2 separate regions of the Mus musculus genome follow, and region 2 is linked to region 1. The links are chromatin contacts, called in public Hi-C maps. All regions are on one chromosome and are shown on one strand. Each heading gives the region's core, a stretch centred on a gene start, on an enhancer-like site or on the middle of the called end of the contact. The rest is flanking DNA. Distances are from core to core; before and after follow the strand shown. Region 1 holds the start of Fgf12 (fibroblast growth factor 12). Region 2 overlaps Fgf12 (fibroblast growth factor 12).

Evidence for each region. A called contact is a pair of places that touch in the nucleus more often than the background predicts.
Region 2: a Hi-C map of olfactory sensory neurons shows a contact between it and region 1, with 3 times the contacts expected there. The contact joins the enhancer-like site here to the promoter of Fgf12 in region 1. A contact is called at or near these places in 1 of 484 Hi-C or Micro-C datasets (olfactory sensory neurons) and 1 of 9 other capture datasets (pancreatic islet).

The regions. Positions count from the first base shown.
Region 1 is chr16:28,444,264-28,448,099 of GRCm38.p6, forward strand. Fgf12 (fibroblast growth factor 12) reads right to left here and starts at 1,812. Exons shown (of 5, transcript NM_183064.5): 1 at 730-1,812. The coding sequence starts at 928.
Region 2 is chr16:28,387,346-28,391,181 of GRCm38.p6, forward strand. The region is part of intron 2 of Fgf12 (fibroblast growth factor 12); the gene reads right to left. Among named protein-coding and RNA genes, the nearest start is that of Fgf12, 57 kb to the right of the region's middle. Within about 2 kb of position 1,941, at least 9 of the 459 cell types and tissues checked have an H3K27ac peak or open chromatin away from gene starts, as enhancers often do. A contact at or near this core is called in olfactory sensory neurons, where this site is marked.

The DNA of each region.
Region 1 (3,836 bases), core at 562-3,061:
GATAAGTCAAATTTTCTTTACACTCCCTGGGACCAAGCTGCAGATACCATGGTGTTGACTTAGTATCTCAAAAGCTGAAATGCAGATAATAGTAAGTGGACAGTAAACTTTGTAAGAGGCCGATGGTAACTATCAACTGGTTGGAAGAATAAGAAAGGGGTTCTGTGTAGAAGTGGATGAATGTGAGAACATGGAAAGTTGGGAAAGTGAGATGTATTAAAAGGCAAAAAACCCACGTGCTTGTTGAAGGCAGAGCAAATCAAATGATATTAAGTTCATCTGGTATCTATTATAATTCATAATCACTGTCTTATGTGGTTATGAGGAGTATAAAGACCTTTATTTGTTTTCATACTCTCCGTAGGTAGTATGACTACTCTGTAGGTAGATGGAGGGGTGGGTAGAACAATGGGTGGCGCGTGAATGAATGGATGAATGAAAGAACGAACAATCGAACGAACTAGTGCCCTCCAGGGCTTTACCAGATAAAGGAACCCAGATGCACCTATACAAGTGACCCTCATACTAGACTGTCGGTGGATGAAAGCAGAAAGTGTTTTCCCGAATATGGGACAAGCTATTAACTGACACAGGGTTGTTGAAAGAAGGTGGGCCAGCATGGAAGAAAGGAATTCTGATTCCCATCCATGAGCAATTCCCAGAAGCTTTGAAGGAAGGGGATGGGGGGCGTCAGCCTCTGGGGAGCCCACTGATTTGACTGCTACTAACCTGGTCTCCGCCTCACTGGCCTCTTGCGGCCGCTGCAGAAGCGCACTTTGCTGAACACCCCGAGGACGTGCCTCTCACACAGGGAGCGCCCGTCTTTGCTGGGGCTGGAGCGGCGCTTGGAGGCCGACACCCGGTCGCTGTTGGACTCCCTCGCCTGCCGCTTCTGCCGGATCAAGGAGCTGGCTATCGCCGCAGCCATAGCTGCTCAGCGCGGGCCCGAGGCCCCGGGCTCCACTGCGCCCTCGGGTTCCTGCTCCGCCGGGATGAGGGCAGGACCTCGGGGGCCTGGAGGAATAGGACAGGCGCGGGGAGGCAGTGCTAATATTTGAGGAGGTTGCAGTATCGAAAACCTGGAGCCCACAAGGTTAGTCAGAGTCTGGGCAGTGGCAACAAAACGTGTGAAAATCCGGATGTAAACTTCCCCAACCACTGGCGGCGGGGGCGGGGCGGTCCCAGGCCTTCTTGCGAAGTAGACGTTTGCACCCCAAACTTGCACCCCAAAGCGATCCACGTCCAAAGGGCAGTAGGGAGTTTGGTCACACTGCGTTCAGGGTACCAAGTGGAAAGGGGGGAAAAGATGTCCAAAATAACAAGCTGTGCCCCGGTTGGAGAGGCGCAAGCGTTGTAAGGTGTCCAAAGTATACCTACACATATATACATAGAAACCCGTTTACAAGGCAGAGTCTGGACCGAGGCTAGAAGCGAGCCCCCAGCTTAAAAATATATATAGTAAAAAGTGAATAAAACGTTCCTTTAGAAAACGAACCACCAACCGCGACAGAGAAGAGGAAGGCAGCAATTTAACTCCCTGTGGCCCGCGGTTCTGAAGATTAGGAGGTCCGTCCCAGCTGGGTGAGGTCTACGAAATGCATCGCACCGGCTGCGGTTCTCCGGGGGCCGGCACCCCCACTTCTAGAATTCCAAGAGGCGAGAAGTGGGAGCGGTTAACCAGACTCGGGGTAGGGGCGCGGGGCGGGGCGGGAGGGGGGGTGCAGCTGTTTCCAGCTGCGGTGAGCGCGCCTCTCCTCCAGCAGCACTGCAAAGAGAGCGGGAGACGAGGGAGGGGGAGGGAGAGAGGGAGATCCTCGAGGGCCAAGCACCCCGGGGATCCGCGGGGTCCCGAGAGCAGGCGCTCCCGCTCTCACTGCCTGCGTTCCGGCATGAGACGGGCACAGTTGGTGATTATTTAGGAAATCCTAAATCTGGAATGACTCAGTAGTTTACAGAAGCCCCTCCAAAGGCAAAGCTGCCGAAGGTGTCCTCCCCAGCTCGGCGCCCACACGCCTTTCACCGGAGCTCCCTGCCACCGTGCGCCCGAGCCGCCGCACCAAGCCGGTCTCCGCACAGGCTCCGAGCGACCTGGGCAGCGAGGGACGGGCGCCCTGGCGGACTTGGGATCAGGTCATCGCCGCGCCTCCGGGACCCCAGGCTCACACGCCCCGGCGGTCGACAGCTCCCGGCCGCAGCTCAGATAGGGGTTACCCGGCCGCCGCTGGGCCGCTCGCTCGGTCCCGCGCCGCCCATCCCGGCCGTGGAAGGAAGTGACCGCGCGCTGCGAGCCCCCGCGCGTCCGCTCGGGTGGGGCGGGGGCTGGTGGAGGGCGACGTCGGCTCGCGGCGGCTGCGGCTCTGGGTCGCAGCTGCCCACCATGGTCTGGTGCCCGGGCGCAGGCAGGTTCCCTAGGCCGCCCTGGGAGACTGCGGGAGGTAGCCGCGCGTGCCACCTGGACTCCCCGGGCCGGGAGCGGACTCTGGGGCCGGGGACAGGAGGCAGGTGCCGGCGGCCACCAACTAGCCCAACTTGCTGCGCTGGCGGCGGCTGGGAGCCGCGGGATCGCGGGGCGCCCCCCGCCGCCTCCCCTAGACCGGGAGGGGGCGCTCAGGGCGGAGTCCCATTCATGGGCAGAAGCTCGGGGCGCCGCCGCGGGCTGTCTCCCCCAAAGCGCTAGCTCCGCAGGAAACTCCAGGCAGAGCCGACAGCAGCCTCTGAGAAGGCGAGTGGGACAGGGAGCAAGCAGAGGTTGGAGTTACTCTGGCTCTTAAGGAGCTGGGAAGCTTTCCTGGTGGGACTGAATTAGGGGCTGGGCTTGTGGAGAGCTGGAAAGAGCCGCGCTTGAGTCTTGCTCCCTTTTCTCGCGCCCACTGCTCCCAGACTCTCTCCTTCCTCCACCCCCCCCCCCGACACCCTTCTCCCCCCTCTCTGTCTCTGTCTCTCCCCTTTTCTCCTCTCTACGCAATCCTACGTGATTGAGGTTTGGATGAGAAATTCACAGAGGCAGAGTGAGGGAACTGCAGCCTGGGTCTGCTGTGTCCAGTCCCTACCCACCCCACCCCCCACCCCCAAGAGAAGCACACACATCCACTGGCTTGTTGAAGGACCCTGGGTGAGCAGAGAAGAGAATGGTGCAGGAAACAGAGGTGCCATCTGCCCCCTCGCCAGTGACCAGAAGCATGTAGCATTCTCCAGGAAGGAAGTGCACACTGGATAAAGTAGCAATGACCTCCCGGTCTCCCATACTGCACACACACCCCCACCGCCATCACATTTTGGAACAGGAAAGTGTGTGTCCATCTCTTTGGGACCTAGATATCTTATTACTGTCTGGAAAGCTAGAAAGGAGACTCTATGCCTAGAAAGGTCTTGTGGGCAACCTGCCTTGAGAGTGAATGGGGTTACAGTTACAAGCAAGGACAGTGAACTACAGCATTGGAGCACATTCTTGTCTTCAGAAATGCTTGCCATGCTCCTGATAGAGAAACAGAAGTCGTCCAAGAAAACCCAGCATTAGAGATTCTGAAAACCTATATTCCCCCTTGGTTCAAGCTATGATCTGGGAGTGGCCTTTAGTCATGTTGGGTTTTTTCTCTTCAACTAGACTTCAAATAGCACTACCCTCTCTTCACCCTGTGATTTCCAAACAGAGATAGGTATATACTAGGAATTTTCTACGATGTTGGGGAAGAAACCATCCTGCAGACTGCTAAAAATGGGGCCAGACTCGGGGCCAGACTCGCTAGGAATGCAGGTCTAAATGTGAGTACAAATTTGCTGGCCTACTTGAGATTTACTGGGCAAGGAGAAGGACAGAGGTGTGTGAGTCTGACAAG
Region 2 (3,836 bases), core at 691-3,190, 57 kb before region 1:
TTGTTTGTTTTTAAATTCTGATGCCTACATCACAGCTATATCAACTAAATAAAAATCTCTGTGACAGAAAAAAATCAATACTCTTTAACTCTACAGGTTATTCTATTGTACAGCAATATTGAAAATCAAGAGTTAGAATCTATGAAAGGACAGGAGCTATGTTCTTTCATTTTTTCAATGTATGCTACCTAATTTATTCTTTTTTATTAGATATTTTCTTCATTTACATTTCAAATGCTATCCCCAAAGCCCCCTACACCCTCCCCCTGCTCTGCTCCCCAACCCACCCACCCCTGCTTCCTGGCCCTGGTATTCCCCCTTACTGGGGCATATGATCTTCACAAGACCAAGGGTCTCTCCTCCCATTGATGGCCGATTAGGCCATCTTCTGCTACACATGCAACTAGAGACAGAGCTCTTGGGGGGTAGCACTAGAAACATTGGTATTTCCCTGCCCAAATTATTAATCACCAAGGACCAAGAAGTGATAATTTTAACCTCCCATAAAAGAAATGCCCCAGATTGCATCAAAGTTTCATATTCCATTGTTTTTATCTACTTTCCCTAAACTAAACCATTCCACTCCAGAGGAAGCACTTGTAAGATGTGAAAAGAGCAGAAACCCACAGATCCACAAGTTTGTGGCACAAAGTTATATAACCAGTAAACAATTGCTGGTGTTGGGGAGAGACTACTCTTTAGTGGAGATGCCTACAAAGTGATCAAGGAGCTCCCTGGATACAGCTTTCATGCCTTGCTATTCCGTCTGGGGTGGGCTCCTTAGTGATACAGCTGTATTTGGGTCACTCCTGCTCCCCCAACCCCACAGGAAACCACTGGCTCCTGCTTCTATAAGCAGCCCCTGAACCATGCTCATGTAAGTAACCACAATAAGTTATTAGTTACACAAGCTAGAGTTGGGTGGAAAAGTTGACTTCTTGTTGGCATCCTATCAATGGTAAATGGACTTTTGTTCACATCTCCCCAAGAAAATCTGAGGAACAGTGACGTCGCTTTTAAGAAGACAGAGAACAGGGGCACAGAAACTCTAAAGCAGGAGGTTGGCTTATACCAAATCTTACCAGTCAAACTTATGCTTGCTTCTTAGGGCTGTGCGGGGGGGGGGGGGGGGAGTTGAACAGGAGTGAGTTTTTCTTCTATTTTGCCTTTACTAGGTCTCTGACCATGGAAGATGGGTGAGGCTGAAACCTTGGATAAAATGATTAGCTAGGGAACAACTGGGAAATTCAAGAACAAGAGGTGCCTGCTTTAGCTCTGTGTACTGGTTTAAGGTAGAAGGGAATGTCATCACTGTTCTTAAGTTCAGTACGAAACCTGTGCTGCTGCGTCTTACACCTCTGCCTTTTTTCCTTTTAACAGTATTTCCAGAGTTAAAAATAGTCATTGTCAGCTTACAAACTTAAAAAGTTTCTGGTTTTGAGCATGTCTTTTACAAACACATCATTTTACAGAAAATACAATGTTAAGGATTCAGCAGGGGAAAGCCGAGTGAGCTGACCCTCTGTGCAAGCAGCCTTGTCTTTCCGTGGGTGATGGAGAGCAGGTGTAAGCGGTGCCTTATTGTTTGAACATGGTTATTTTTACAAACACTGACAGAAAGCCACAGCTATCCTGGACTTGAAGGTCTTCACAACTCAAGAAGGTGGAAGGGGAATAAGGAAAAGTAGATGTGCCCTTGGCTGAGATCCGTTCAGTTCAACTGTTTTCACTTGGAGTAAGCCAGTGAAAGCATGTGTCCCTGAGGTCTGGGATGATGCAACATGTTTCGTTGCTTCCTAGGACAAACTAGGAGGTGGTACTCGGACATGGAAACACAGATGCAGCTATCAGTTGAGCATAATGTGATCTGTATAGCTATAGGATGCATAGGGCTCGCAGGTAGCAGAAGTGAGGATTTTATGACAGGGAGCAGGTGCTGAGCATGCATGGAGGCAGCCTACCACAGACAGAGTGTAAGGGCTGAGACATTCTGCTGGGATTAGGGTGACTCATCGGGTGGTGCTTTCCTTACTTTAATTTGCTGTGACAAAACACCTTGACAAGAACAATTTAAGGGAGAAACAGCTTACTCTGATGCACAGTTTAAGGGTCCATCATGACAGGGAAATCAAAGCAGCCAGAGCTTAAAACAGCTGGTCATACCACATTCATAATCAGATAGTATTGAGGGCTGAACACAAGCTGCTGCTCTGTTTCCGTCTTCCATCTACAGTCTAAGAGCTCAGCAAGAGGAATGGTGCAACCCAAGGTGGTTGGGTCATTTTACCTCAATTAACATAATCAAGATAATTCCCCAGATGCATGGCCAGAGGCCCATCTTCTGGGTAATTCTAGATCTTTTCAAGTAGATAGACTAACCATTCTACCAGATGAATAAAATTAATGATTTCCTAAGAAAACAGAATTAGTATGTAAAAACCTCAAAAGCATAGACTGTGTAGTATACACTTTTCCTTACACTATTAAGTCCTTTGTTATTTTTCCAAATTATGTTTGATTACAGATCTGTCTAAAGTTGAGCTGCAAGATACATGTTTCTACAAAGTCCTCACATGATGCTGATGATGCACATTTTCTAAACTATTAGACTATTATTCCATAATCTCCTGTGTAAACACGTCAAACTGTTTCATATAACAGCAGCCATCGTGAAGAATTCTACTTCTGCTAAATTGCCACTGTCTATGAGCTGCTTACAATCCCTCCCCCAAAACGGTCAAAGAAAACATGCTCTCTAGATCTAAAGACAGATAACAATAATAGATTGGCTTTATTAAGAGCCACTGTGTTCTAGGTACTATAATTGATGCAAAATCCCTGAAATCTAAGTACTAGTATATTCTCATTTAATGAACAGATGAACTAGATACATAGAGGAGTTAAATAACTGGCCACAGGGGACACACAGTCATGTTCAGCCCTAGATCCCAGGTGCAAATTCTAGCTCCATGACATGCACGTCTTTACACGTGTCTTGACAATACAATGCAGTGATTTGTAAACTGATAACTTCTTATTTAGTTGTGGTATACTTCTCAGAGGAAATAAAAAGGAAGTGATAAAAAATTACTTAGCACACATTTATTTCTGTGCCAATAGGGAAGAAAAGAGCATCAATACTTTATGAGAGTATTTGCCCCTCTCATTTGGTACAACTGAACTTACATAAATGGGAGAGAGTTCATGTGACTAACCCAAGGCCGCGCATCAGTTAGCTCATGGATCCAGGAAAGGACTAAAGACAACTCAGTCCTCACCAGCTTTTAGGAATCCACTTGGTTAAATAGTATTTTAAAGATTCTAAACCAGTGTATCCTACCTATTAATACACTTATAAACAAGAGCACAATTTCACGGGTTCATGTTTTGCTCTTCTGAACAAACTGTTTCCTTGGAGCAAGATCTCCCCATCAAAAAGAAATATTCTGTCAAGAATAAAGTGACAGATACAGGCTAAAGGAGCCAGGGGAGTTATTCCTTGTGATAGATCTAAGGAGCTAAACTATTCAAGGGAATACATGGGTCTTGTTCTAGCTTTCCACAAATATTGTATTGAGGCGATGGCAATAACAACAAAAATACACATTGTTTTAAACACACCAGAACTAGCCTCTGAATCTCCAAATCAGATTGCAAAGTTCTTTCCTTTCTAATAAAATATCCAATCAAGTACATGAATTTACAAGCTAAGGGTCATGGCTGATTATGCTGCAAAGAAGTAACAGCCCCAGAAGAGTGACAGCCCTGCACGTGCCATAGTGCCACTTAGAGGGATAAAAGCTTTGCTTGAGGATGGATACCCGCAAGGATAATGC